Regions from separate parts of the Ovis aries genome. Here region 1 is linked to region 2. A link is a contact called in public Hi-C data. All regions are on one chromosome and are shown on one strand. Each heading gives the region's core, a stretch centred on a gene start, on an enhancer-like site or on the middle of the called end of the contact. The rest is flanking DNA. Distances are from core to core; before and after follow the strand shown.

What was found. A called contact is a pair of places that touch in the nucleus more often than the background predicts.
Region 1: a contact with region 2 is called in a Hi-C map of liver, with 7 times the contacts expected there. The contact joins two enhancer-like sites. A contact is called at or near these places in 3 of 16 Hi-C or Micro-C datasets (liver and tail adipose tissue).

Annotation. Positions count from the first base shown.
Region 1 is chr3:85,823,896-85,826,595 of ARS-UI_Ramb_v3.0, reverse strand. It overlaps ATL2 (atlastin GTPase 2), which reads right to left. Exons shown (of 13, transcript XM_027966920.2): 5 at 718-768; 6 at 363-419. Among named protein-coding and RNA genes, the nearest start is that of ATL2, 56 kb to the right of the region's middle. Within about 2 kb of position 1,380, at least 1 of the 54 cell types and tissues checked has an H3K27ac peak or open chromatin away from gene starts, as enhancers often do. A contact at or near this core is called in liver, where this site is marked.
Region 2 is chr3:85,450,520-85,453,236 of ARS-UI_Ramb_v3.0, reverse strand. All of the region lies in intron 4 of GALM (galactose mutarotase), which reads left to right. Among named protein-coding and RNA genes, the nearest start is that of SRSF7, 27 kb to the right of the region's middle. Within about 2 kb of position 1,331, at least 8 of the 54 cell types and tissues checked have an H3K27ac peak or open chromatin away from gene starts, as enhancers often do. A contact at or near this core is called in liver, where this site is marked.

The DNA of each region.
Region 1 (2,700 bases), core at 131-2,630, 370 kb before region 2:
CTAATTTCAACTAGTAATATACTCCCCCCACACACACACAACCAATAATATGGCAGTAGTTTATGATGTATACAAGAAGTTTACATGACTATCTCAACTCTGGGAATTAACACTTAATTAAGAGAAATGTTATTAACTTCTTTAAGTAAAAATTCTAAGAATCAATCTATAATCATTTGTTCTATTTCCTTTCTTGTAAATTGCTACTGTTAAGTTGGTGATGACTCTACCATAAATTAGTTTCAATTCCGCTGGATCTGTTGCTAAAAATAAGTTTGGCATAATGTTCTTATATCTTCAGAAATACAAGATAACAGCTTTTCATAGATAAATTTATTTTAATGATAAAATACTTAATTTACCTGAAATGGTTTCTGGTAGATTTCTTCCATTGCAAGTCTGCCGTATTCTGTAAATAACTATTAAATCAAATTATTTAAAATAATGCCCCCAAAGACGTTGAAAGAAGACATCTGTAAAGCTGTTCTATATCAGACCACTAGATGTCAGGGCCTTTAAAATCATTTGAAAGCCAAGCATTTAATTTTTAAGACCAAGTATACATTAAAATTTCTTTTAGTTAAGAAGTCATGTATCTGTTTAAAATCATGTAACAGTCAATCTTCATACAATATTATAGATTACTGGTGTAAAGTAACAATAATGTAGGAATTAAATTTTCAATACTTTGGCATACACTCTTTGAGACATACATACTTGCAAGTGTTGAAGATCATCTTCCTGAATATTTTGAGACAAATTATATACCTGTTAAAACAGAATTTGGTTTTCATTAGTGCTTTACTTTGAATACCCAGCTGTGTATAACTTTGCTTCTGGAAATGAAGGCTATTTTATACCTGAACACATATGAATGACTCGATCATTATCTTAACTAGTGATGAAAAGGATTTCTTCTTTCCTAACTGTAAAACACTAAGTGGGGAGCAGTGGTGGTAAACTATGTAAAAATCAGGAATACATGCATATGGGGCCAAGAAAGCAGCAGACTTTTTTTTTAAGTATATGCAGTATACTTATATTGTACGTTTACATACTTACACTTATGTAGTAAGTTTCTTTAATGTTACGCCATGATTTGTCTTTTTTTCTTAAGTATAGGATTTCCTGAACTATTTTTCTAAGTGAATGAATGTGAAGGGCATAGTTCTACAAAGATCAAATTCCTCCTTGGAGCATTCACAATATATAGTTTATAGTTACTCATGGGTGCCTCAACTACCATTGACTCTAATATGATTATCTTTTTACTTAAGCAAACTCAGTCTAAATAACAGGAATATTTTACCAGACTGTAGTAGCTGTTTAAAAAAACAAAAAACAAAAAACACAACATACACAACAGTAGGTGGCACTCTTGCCCTTTTCACAAATTTTTAGGAGGCTTTGCAAGCCACACAGGCCAGAGCTGATGATGGTAAATTAAGTAAGAATAAATATCAAATCGGCTAAGTTTTCAAACTGAATACAATGACATATAATTTCTTGTATGGTAAGCCACTTCAGTCATGTCCGATTCTGTGTGATCCTATCAACTATAGCCCGCCAGGCTCCTCTGTCCATGGGATTCTCCAGGCAAGAATACTGGAGTGGGTTGCCACTCCAGTTGTCCTCTCCACGGGATCTTCCTAACCCAGGGATTGAATCCGGTCTCCTGCACTGCAGGCAGACTCTTTACCATATGAGCCACCAGAGAAGGTCTTATAATTTCTTAAGTAATTTCTTAAGTGCCTTTGGTTGGATTTTTTTTGCCTGTTTGAAAGAACTGCCATTATATGAAAAAAAAAAAGCTAAAAAATTGCTAATTTAAATACTGATTATATTTGAAAAGTAGCTTTTCAAAAGAATTATATTGTACATTTTATAGCTTCTTTATTTGAAAATTACTAATGTTTCTGCACATATTTTTGAAGGAATGTGAAAAATGCAGTTATCAAAAACAGAATTTTAGAACCAGGAGGAGCATTGAGGAGCATCTGACCCTAACTTTGTATTGTCCATGAGTAAAACTGAGACCCTTTGGGTCCAGTTTGGGTCCAGAATCCTGTTTGCTGAGAAACATGGAGAACTCATGGCTCTTGACCCCTTTTCTCTCCTCAGTCCCCAAGTCTGAGGAAGAAGCATTCAGCAGTCCATTGGGAGATGGACCAATGTGACCTGGCATTCTGGAAGTGGAATGGTTTGGGTTGGGGCAGGGGAAAGGTAAGAAGAACTGGGTTTGAGACCTAATATCTATGGAGCATCATTCAGGGTACCTTCTGAAACCATTATACCCTAGAATGGAGCTGCAAGTACCTCATCCATGCAGAATTTTAGAGACTTTGCAAAAATTCTGTAAAGTGCCAGTGGCCAATGGGAATTAAAGGGATGTGTCTTGGGACTGGAGCTGTGCTTAGGGAGGAGAATGAACAGTCAGACTTGACTGCCTACCCACCATGCAGGCTTCTGAGTGGATGCAGGCAGCACCCCAGTGCCCCAAAATCCCACCATTAGGGATTGCTCCTTTTTGTGAGAGGGGCATGAAAGGCATTTGGAGAAGGAAATGGCAACCCTCTCCAGCATTCTTGCCTGGAGAATTCCATGGACAGAGGACCAGGGCAGGCTACAGTCCATGGGGTCACAAAGAGTCAGACACAACCGAGTGACTATCACTCACTCAAGCACTCGCAAGAGAGAAAC
Region 2 (2,717 bases), core at 82-2,581:
GGGAGGAAACAAGACTCCACCTCTCGATGAAGGAGTGTCAGCATCACATTGTAAGTAGAGCCTGTGGGATGGCTCTGTCCTGGAGTGGCCATCTTTGAAAAATGCAGTATGCCACAAGCAGTCATGGGGAAAAGGCCAAGTTCCTATAAGAATCCCTCATTTGAGAGAAGAGGTATGAATCAAGACAGATGAGTTTCATAAAGGGTGACTTTTTCCTTTACTTCCAGAGAGCAGGCAATTATAGCTCTATCAGGAATGCAGATAGAGGAAGATTTCAGGCCTTGTGACAGAGATCTGGAATGTTAGAGAGTCCTGTTTCCACTGCTCAGGTCCACATTCTCTTGCAAGAATGAGGCAGCTGTAGCTGCTACAGTGACACCCCCATGAGCTCTCTTTGTTGAGCTGCTCTATAGACTCGACCTTATTCCTGGCTCACTGTCACTCCAACAACACTCTTGTCATAATTCTTAATTATTTTATTATCCGTATTGATGATACCATGACCTTTCAGCTTCTTGACATCCTCTTGCAATGATCTTGTCCTCCAAGCTTTGCAGCTACTCACTCCTATGGTCTGTGAGTCATATCCCCGACTTTGTCACTACCTCTTATCGCTGCCTTCTATTATCATAATGTGAGATGTCTGTTTCAGCTTCAATAATTCTTCAGTGCTACAAGAGCCTGTAGTCACTTGATCCTACCACCCTTTCACTGTTCCTCACCTCCTTCCCTACTGAGATCAAAAGTCCATTATTAGGGTCAGCCTTTTTCCTATGCTCTCAATGCCCATCCCCTCTCTTTGTGCACTTGTGTCCTCCTAACAAAGCCCAGCCCTGACTAGTCCTACCCCTCCATACTCTCTGTAGCTGCCACCATAAAGCTATTGTCTCACTCAGAATTCATGACAGCAACCTCAAGTGGGTCCTTAGTTGGGCTTGCAATCAGACTTTCCCTGAAATGGGGAAACAGAAGTACTGCCTCAGGCCACTCCCCTGTCCCAGAGCTATAATGCCATATCTTTGGGTCAGGGCCCAGCAGCTGCCAGGCATTGCTGCTCAGACCTTAGCACACATCCAACCTTATTCAGGATAGTAAGAAATCCTCATCAGAAAACAGCTTCTTGGGGACTTTCCTGGTGGTCCAGTGGTTAAGATTTCATGCTTCAAATGCAGGGGATGCAGGTTCAATCCCTGGTTGGGGCACTAAGATCCCATATGCCTTTGGAGTGTGGCCCAAAGAAAAAGAAAACAGCTTCTCTCTGCTGACACCATAGCCTTCTGGTGGCTTCAAAACCGAAGTCTGGTGATGTGACATCCTCTCTGAAGGCACCCTTTTCATTTCCGCTTCATTTTCTGTACACTCAGCGTTGCTGAGAGAGCTATTTTGACATCTCCTTCTACTCTTAGCACCAGAGCAGGAACTCACATATGCGGATAAACACAAATTGAAAGAACTGCACATTCATTTTCCAAATTCTTAGAAAAAGCAAGAGTATTTAGGGTTAAGGGTGGGGGGTGCTGCAGCCAAGTCCATCCAAGGGGAGGTGAAAAGTGCCTGTGTAGGGGGCCTGGAGACTCTGACACAATGGAGACGCGTCACCTCGGGCAAGTCCCTTTAGCTGTCTGGGTCCCAACCTCATCTGCAAAGCGAGGGGACTAGATGAGGTAATTCCTAAGGCTCTTTCTAAACCTTTCATTCTGACTTTGTCACAGGATGCTACAACATTCACAGTTGCCCCTGTGTTTTTGTCTGTTTACTTGATCCATTCATCAGGTTTTCAATCAAGTAAAGGCTCTGCTTAATGCTCAGAAGACACAAAAATCAGTAGGACACATACAGTCCCTGCTCTTTAGGGGCTCACATTCCCTATAGATATATAGCTTGGTATAATCCTAGAGTTATGCCGTAATGTGATGAATGTTTGGGGGAAAGTATGTTCAAAGGAGGATGAACAAAGTGAAAAAGCGGGTCATTTCTAGCTGTGGATGATATACGCCCTCACAGAGGAAACAGCATTGGAGAGCAAGCATGCTTAAATACCCTAGAGGACTTTGCCAGAATGGTGTGGGGGGCCAGAAAGCTCATTCCAGTTATAAGACAGAGTCCAAAGACATAGCGAATCTGGGAGACAAATACTAAAGTTTTCATATGCCTTACCACTAAGCACATGAGGGAGTGTGTCAGGGCATAACGCTGCGAAAGATTCTATTGGAACCTTCTCTTTTTCTTCCCATTTAGCAAAAATCTCACTTTAGGATTATCCCCATTGTCTAATTTTTGAGTCAGGACTTCTCTGCTGTTCTTGATTTCTTACCCCCTCTATGCTCTGCTTGTGTTATATATATGTATGTATTTCCTGAAATTTGGCCCATTTATTTATGCCATCTTCCTGAAAATGTTCAGGGATATCATTTATCAAATATTTCCATGTAACGTGGAGGGCAACAAATAACAGCAGCTTTGTTTTACAGAGAGAAAAGCTAAAGTGAACGCTGATTTGTAGACAGCACAATATCAGGTTAATAGACATGAAAGGTGACCTGGGGTGCTTCCTTCATGAAAATTCCATGACTTTCTTTTTTCTTTAAACTCAAGAACAGTAAATAATCTTGACTGACTCAGGCAATCACATTAGGACTATCTTAAAAGGGTTAGATTTTGAGTCAAATATGGCTTTAAGAAAGCACTAAATATTGTGAGCACCATTTAAAGTTAGG